Regions from separate parts of the Sus scrofa genome. Here region 1 is linked to region 2. Evidence: chromatin contacts called from public HiChIP or PLAC-seq data. All regions are on one chromosome and are shown on one strand. Each heading gives the region's core, a stretch centred on a gene start, on an enhancer-like site or on the middle of the called end of the contact. The rest is flanking DNA. Distances are from core to core; before and after follow the strand shown. Region 1 overlaps RERE (arginine-glutamic acid dipeptide repeats protein). Region 2 overlaps RERE (arginine-glutamic acid dipeptide repeats protein).

Region 1 (2,700 bases), core at 16-2,515, 65 kb before region 2:
AAATACCCATTAAAGCTTGAGACTCACTGATCTAGATCACTGCTTCCCACTCTCTTTCAGGTTAATGCACAAATAGAAAACAAGAGCTCCACCTTGGGAACCCGCATCCCAGCACACCTGTCACTTGTTTACAGCAGACCAGCATTTAGGCAGATCCAAAAAAGGGAGAGAAGGAGATACTCTTTCATGGCAGGAGGTTTTGGTATGAAACACAGCGTATGTCTCTCAGGAAGAATAGAGATGGCTGTAGAATTAAATTCCTGCCAGTCGATTGGGAAAGATTTGGATCTTCTCAAGAGCCTCATTGCAGAGCGACCTGTGTACCTGAATCCAGACAGACTTTCCAGTCCTAATTGTCTCTACCCACGAGTCACCGTTTCCCTGTTATACATATGGGGAAACGGAGGCCATGCAGCCAGTTTGTAAGATGGCACAGGCTTGGGAGAATTGGGTAAAAAGCCAAGAGTGGGTGGATACATGCAAAACTGCTGAAGATAGTTAAAATAATAAACACACTTGTGTCGAATGAAAATTGGATAGGCCTATTCCTTAGAAAATGCAAATGGAATAATTTGCTTTTTCTTTCTTCTACTCCTAAATTATATTTTGCCTGCTTCCAGAAATTGTTTATCCATCACTCACTTGAGATATATATATATATAATATACTTGATACACATCATACATGCACACACATGTATGCATGTGTATGTATATACATGTGTACATACACATATAGCACATATATACATACTCGTATATGTTTCACTTGAGAGAGAGAGATATATCTATCTCACCTGATTGTTGGAGTTCCCTGTGGCTCACCAGGTTAAGGATCTTGCATTGTCACTGCTGTGGCTCTGGTTACTGCTGTGGGGTGATTTCAATCCCTGGTCCAGGAACTTCTGCATTTCTTGGATGTGTGCGCGCCCCCCCCCACCCCCATTGCTAAAAAGGCAAATGCATAATAGTTGAGGGGGGTATGCTGAGTGGGGAGAAGTTTTTGCAGACTATTTAGGCTAATGTTGATTACTGGATTTGAAACCTTACCTTGCAGCTGAAGGGAAAATACATAGTTTATGTGATCCAATACATGTGAACATATTTTGTTAAAGTTTTTCAAATGTCAGCTGGGAACCATTGGCTACATCACACACAAAAATAATTTGCTGATAGAGTAACTCACAGAATGGGTGCAGTCCTGCCTCAGAGGGCGGTTCCAGTTTGGGGCCAGCAGAAACTCCTCAGACTCCCTCTGGGTGCTGGTACCTGAATAGTCACCCTTTGGCCTTTTCCTGTCTTGCTGTCTTCCAGCTCAAGTCACAGTCTCAGAAGAGTCAATTCACTTGGTGATACTTGAATTGCATGTCTGTGTCTTGGATGAAAAAAGACAGAGCTCTTGATGTGTGCCCCCCCCCCCCCGCCAACTGCACGTGGTGGGGCTGCAGTCATTTCCTTCAGGGAAATTAGGGAGCTGTTTGGTGGGGAGTGGATGGGAGATGGCCTGAAAAACCACACGTGCTCAGCGGATACTGCTTCATCAGGAGACTTACACTGTGGCACTAGATCCAGGGAGAACTAGAATAGCACATGGACATTTAGAAATAGTTGGGCTTGCTATGCATATGATAGGTAAGTAGAGGGACTACGTCAGCGGAATGTGCGGGTTGTGCTGGTTCATAAGCAGCTTTTTCTAGGCAAGAGGTGTGTGATAGAGGGGGTAGAATTACAGCGTCTCTTATCCCTTGGTGTTTTGCACCTGGTTTAAATACGGCCATTCCCATTTATTTCTCTTGTGTCTTTTCCTTGCTGGTCCACTCCAGAAGGACAGGGGTGTTTTTCCCTGTTAGCTTATCAATGTACCCAGAAAAGTCTCTGACACATTCTAGGCGATTTGTTATTCATTCCCCAAGTTGGCACGGCTGGCGAGTACATGCCCGAGTGTTTACCCTCTGTTTCTCGAGTGGCCTGTCTTGAATGTCTCAGCTGTGCCTCCTTTAGGAGTTGGGCAGTAAACACATGTACAGAGTGGTTGATGTAAGGACTTTGTTGGGAAGGGTCCTCAGGCTGATATTTATGCATAGAAAAGACTATCTAGAAAATTTACATTGGTTTGAAAAATTGGTATTCAGTTTGTTAAAGTTACAAATTAAAAGACATGGCTCAACTTATCCCTTTTGGCTCAAATCTTATCCCTTTTATAAATCAGACTATACACTCACCCGTACACACACACACACATACACATACTCACACATATTTTAGGGCCACACCTGTGGCATATGGAAGTTCCCAGGCCAGGGGTCGAATTGGAGCTATAGCTGCTGGCCTACACCACAGCGGCACCAGATCCGAGCCACATTGGACTTACACTGCAGCTCCTGGCAATGCCGGATTCTTAACCCACTGAGTGAGGCCACGGATCAAACCCACATCCTCATGGATACTAGTTGGGTTCATAACATGCTGAGCCACAGCAGGAACTCCCAGACAAATTTTAACAGTCACTAAAAAGGGGTTTTTGAATTATGATTGGTCTTGTTTATAACGTCAACATTTAGACTATAATATTTGGTATGTATCGTTAAGGGATCTTTTAACACAAACCTCAATGTACATCATGCTTTTGTTTTTTACTTTTTGCCTTTTAGGACCATACCCACAGCATATGGAGGTTCCAAGCTAGGAGCTGAATTGGAGC
Region 2 (2,700 bases), core at 110-2,609:
TGTTGAAGAAGTTGTGGCACATTGAACATAGAGGTAATATGTATCATGTAAAGCGAATGAACTAGGGCCTAGGTGAGTCACACAAGCACAATGCTGAGAAGGCAGAGCAGACTGCAGAGGAAATCAGATGATGGTATCATTTATGTAAAGTGTAAAAACCGTGAAACAGTACCGTATAGAGTTTTAGTTACACGTACACTGCAGGAAAAAGCCGCGTGAAGGACTGCATGGTAACGAGCACCAGTAATTCAAGGCAGTGGTTACTCTGTTCCCTTGTGGCGGGCCTGTCAGTTTTAAGAATCTGGTGTCCATTGTCACTGCTGTGGCTCTGGTTACTGCTGCGATGTGTGTCTGATTCCTGGCCCAGGAACTTCTACATGCCTCAGGCCCCCCTCTCCCCGCCCCCCAAAAAGTGGTTACCTCTGGGGGAGTAAGAAAGACCTGTCTAAAAGGAGAAGCTTCTTCAGGTTTGGTCATGCTTTATTTCTTAAAACATGTTTGGTTCTTGGTTGTGTTATTTTTATACCTGTGTGCCCGTGACATTTTTCGTAATAAATTCTATAAAAGACAACCTTCCAGAGTTTTCATGAGATAGAGACTGAGGTTTCTGTGTTGTTCCTGTTGTAGGCTTAAAAAAAAAAAAAAAAAAAAAAAAGGCACAACCTGAAGTTGAGAGTTAAGTTTATTTGGGGCAAAATTAGGATTTAAGTCCTGGAGACAGCATCTCAGGTAGCCCTGAAAAACCACTGTGGGGAGGTGAGGTGGGAGCTAGGATGTCTTGGAGTTTTTGCAGCAAAGGACAGGGAGCAGGACCAAAAGAGGCCTGGGCTCCCCCACACCATTCCTTTGATGTGCACCTCCGCTACTGGGGCCAGGATCCTGAGTTTTCACAGCCCTCTGGGCGCCCCGGCTCACCCTTGGAGGTGGCTGTGTTTCGCAGATGACTGAAATACTGCCCAGAGAGGCAGGGGAATTATTAAGATGAGAGGAGGTGCGTGCAGCCAGGCACACTGTTGGCAAAGTTTCTTGCTGGTCTCATGAAGGTTACAGTTAGGGCGCCTGGGACAGTCAGACAGTTGAGCAGAGCAGTGAGATCTCAAGCAGGATTTATTGACTAGCAGAGTGGCCGGGAGCCCTGGGCAGGAGATTCACAGAGTCTCCTCCGCCCTGCCACTGGGAGAGCATCAGGCTGGGGTCATGTGCTGCGTTCTGTAGGTCCAGGGTGGCAGTCGAGATCATGGCATAAAAATTGAGCTTTGTTTGTCCTTGGAAAGTCAGCCGCTTCCTGGTCTTGGTTGCTTCGCCTGTGGAGGTGCGATTCAGTGGAGACGGCAGGTCCGGGTCCACTGGGTCAGTGAGTCATGCGGGGTTATTCTTTCTTAGGCCTTCCTTTAATTTCCACCTGAGTTACTACCAGTCACAAGGAGCAGACGTCACCATGAAGGATTTTCGTGTTTTTCTAGAGATGAGGAGATGCAGGAATCGGGCCCCTGAAAATAGCTCGCTCTTTGAGGAGCTGCCCTCTGGTTTCCTGGAGCACGGGGTGCCTCGCTCCGCTCCGGGTCTCCACGCCCAGCTCTGCTCAGGGGCCGCCGTGTGGAGGCTGATGGCGCGTGCCCATCTCCACGCCACACTGGACGGAGCAAGTGGGGTATGGGTTTACCAGGGTTTTCAGCCCCCTTCTCTGTGTGAAGCAGGCATTCATAGTAGCTTTTTCTTGCCACCCTCAGGACTTTTTGAGAAGACAGATATTTTTAAGGAAAACAATATCCAGAGAGACTGAATAAAGTAGAAGAAATGTTACTAGGATTATATGATTACTAAGTGGCAATTTTCATGGCTAGTGGCTTTTTTTGTAAGCACCTAACCTCTTTTCCTTTCTGAAGGACGGAGAGATTGGCAGAGGATTTGTCCTTCCGTGGGCTGTTAGCTCTGCCAACCCTGGGACTTTCTTCTCTCCTGAATCCTCAGTATCTTTTCCAGAACAGTGGTCTGAGACCTGGTAGAAGCTCATTGAAAACTGGTTACATGATTTGAGGAGATTGTACTGTGTAAAATTAATTCAAAAAAATTTTCACTCCCATAGCTATTATAACTGTAACTGCTATAATATTCTGGGATTTTGGAAGATTTAAAATCTCAGTGGCAAAGTTTGAACGAGCTCATTATTCGATGTGGAAGCACACGGGGCTGTGTTCCGTCGTGGTCTTTAGCTTCAGCCGGGGGAAGGAAGGGCCACAGCTGACTCAGAGCTGTTTTTCTCCATGCGAACGTCGCTGCGTGTTAACACGGAGGCAGGAATTGAGAGTAGAACATTTTTCTAAGGTTCCCTGGCACTAAAGCTTTTTCAGCAGAGTGGACGCATCAATTCAAAAGGAAGTTAATCTTTTTGTGGTAATGGAATATTCCCCATCTTGATTGTGGTTGTGGTTACACAACGCATTTGTCAAACACAGTTTTACTGTGTGTAAATTATATCCTCAGTAAAGCAGATTTAGGGGGAAAAGAACCCAAACAGATGAACCAAAACTAAAACAATAAAACAAAACCCCCAAATTAAAACGTTTCTGAAAAAGGATAGAGGATGAAGGATTTTAAGGAGAAAAGGTTTTTCTTCAAATGATATTAACATTTATATAAGTTGTATTAGTGCTTGAATGTGATGGGATATATGCTTGTCAGAAATTATCTGTTTTAAAA

What was found. HiChIP or PLAC-seq counts read pairs in DNA pulled down with a chosen protein or histone mark.
Region 1: a contact with region 2 is called in an H3K27ac HiChIP or PLAC-seq map of skeletal muscle. The contact joins two enhancer-like sites. A contact is called at or near these places in 3 of 47 Hi-C or Micro-C datasets (embryonic fibroblasts, fibroblasts and skeletal muscle) and 1 of 2 datasets of contacts at active chromatin or transcription factors (skeletal muscle).

Annotation. Positions count from the first base shown.
Region 1 is chr6:69,199,301-69,202,000 of Sscrofa11.1, reverse strand. The region is part of intron 2 of RERE (arginine-glutamic acid dipeptide repeats protein); the gene reads left to right. Among named protein-coding and RNA genes, the nearest start is that of RERE, 58 kb to the left of the region's middle. Within about 2 kb of position 1,265, at least 4 of the 83 cell types and tissues checked have an H3K27ac peak or open chromatin away from gene starts, as enhancers often do. A contact at or near this core is called in skeletal muscle, where this site is marked.
Region 2 is chr6:69,134,775-69,137,474 of Sscrofa11.1, reverse strand. The region is part of intron 4 of RERE (arginine-glutamic acid dipeptide repeats protein); the gene reads left to right. Among named protein-coding and RNA genes, the nearest start is that of RERE, 120 kb to the left of the region's middle. Within about 2 kb of position 1,359, at least 18 of the 83 cell types and tissues checked have an H3K27ac peak or open chromatin away from gene starts, as enhancers often do. A contact at or near this core is called in skeletal muscle, where this site is marked.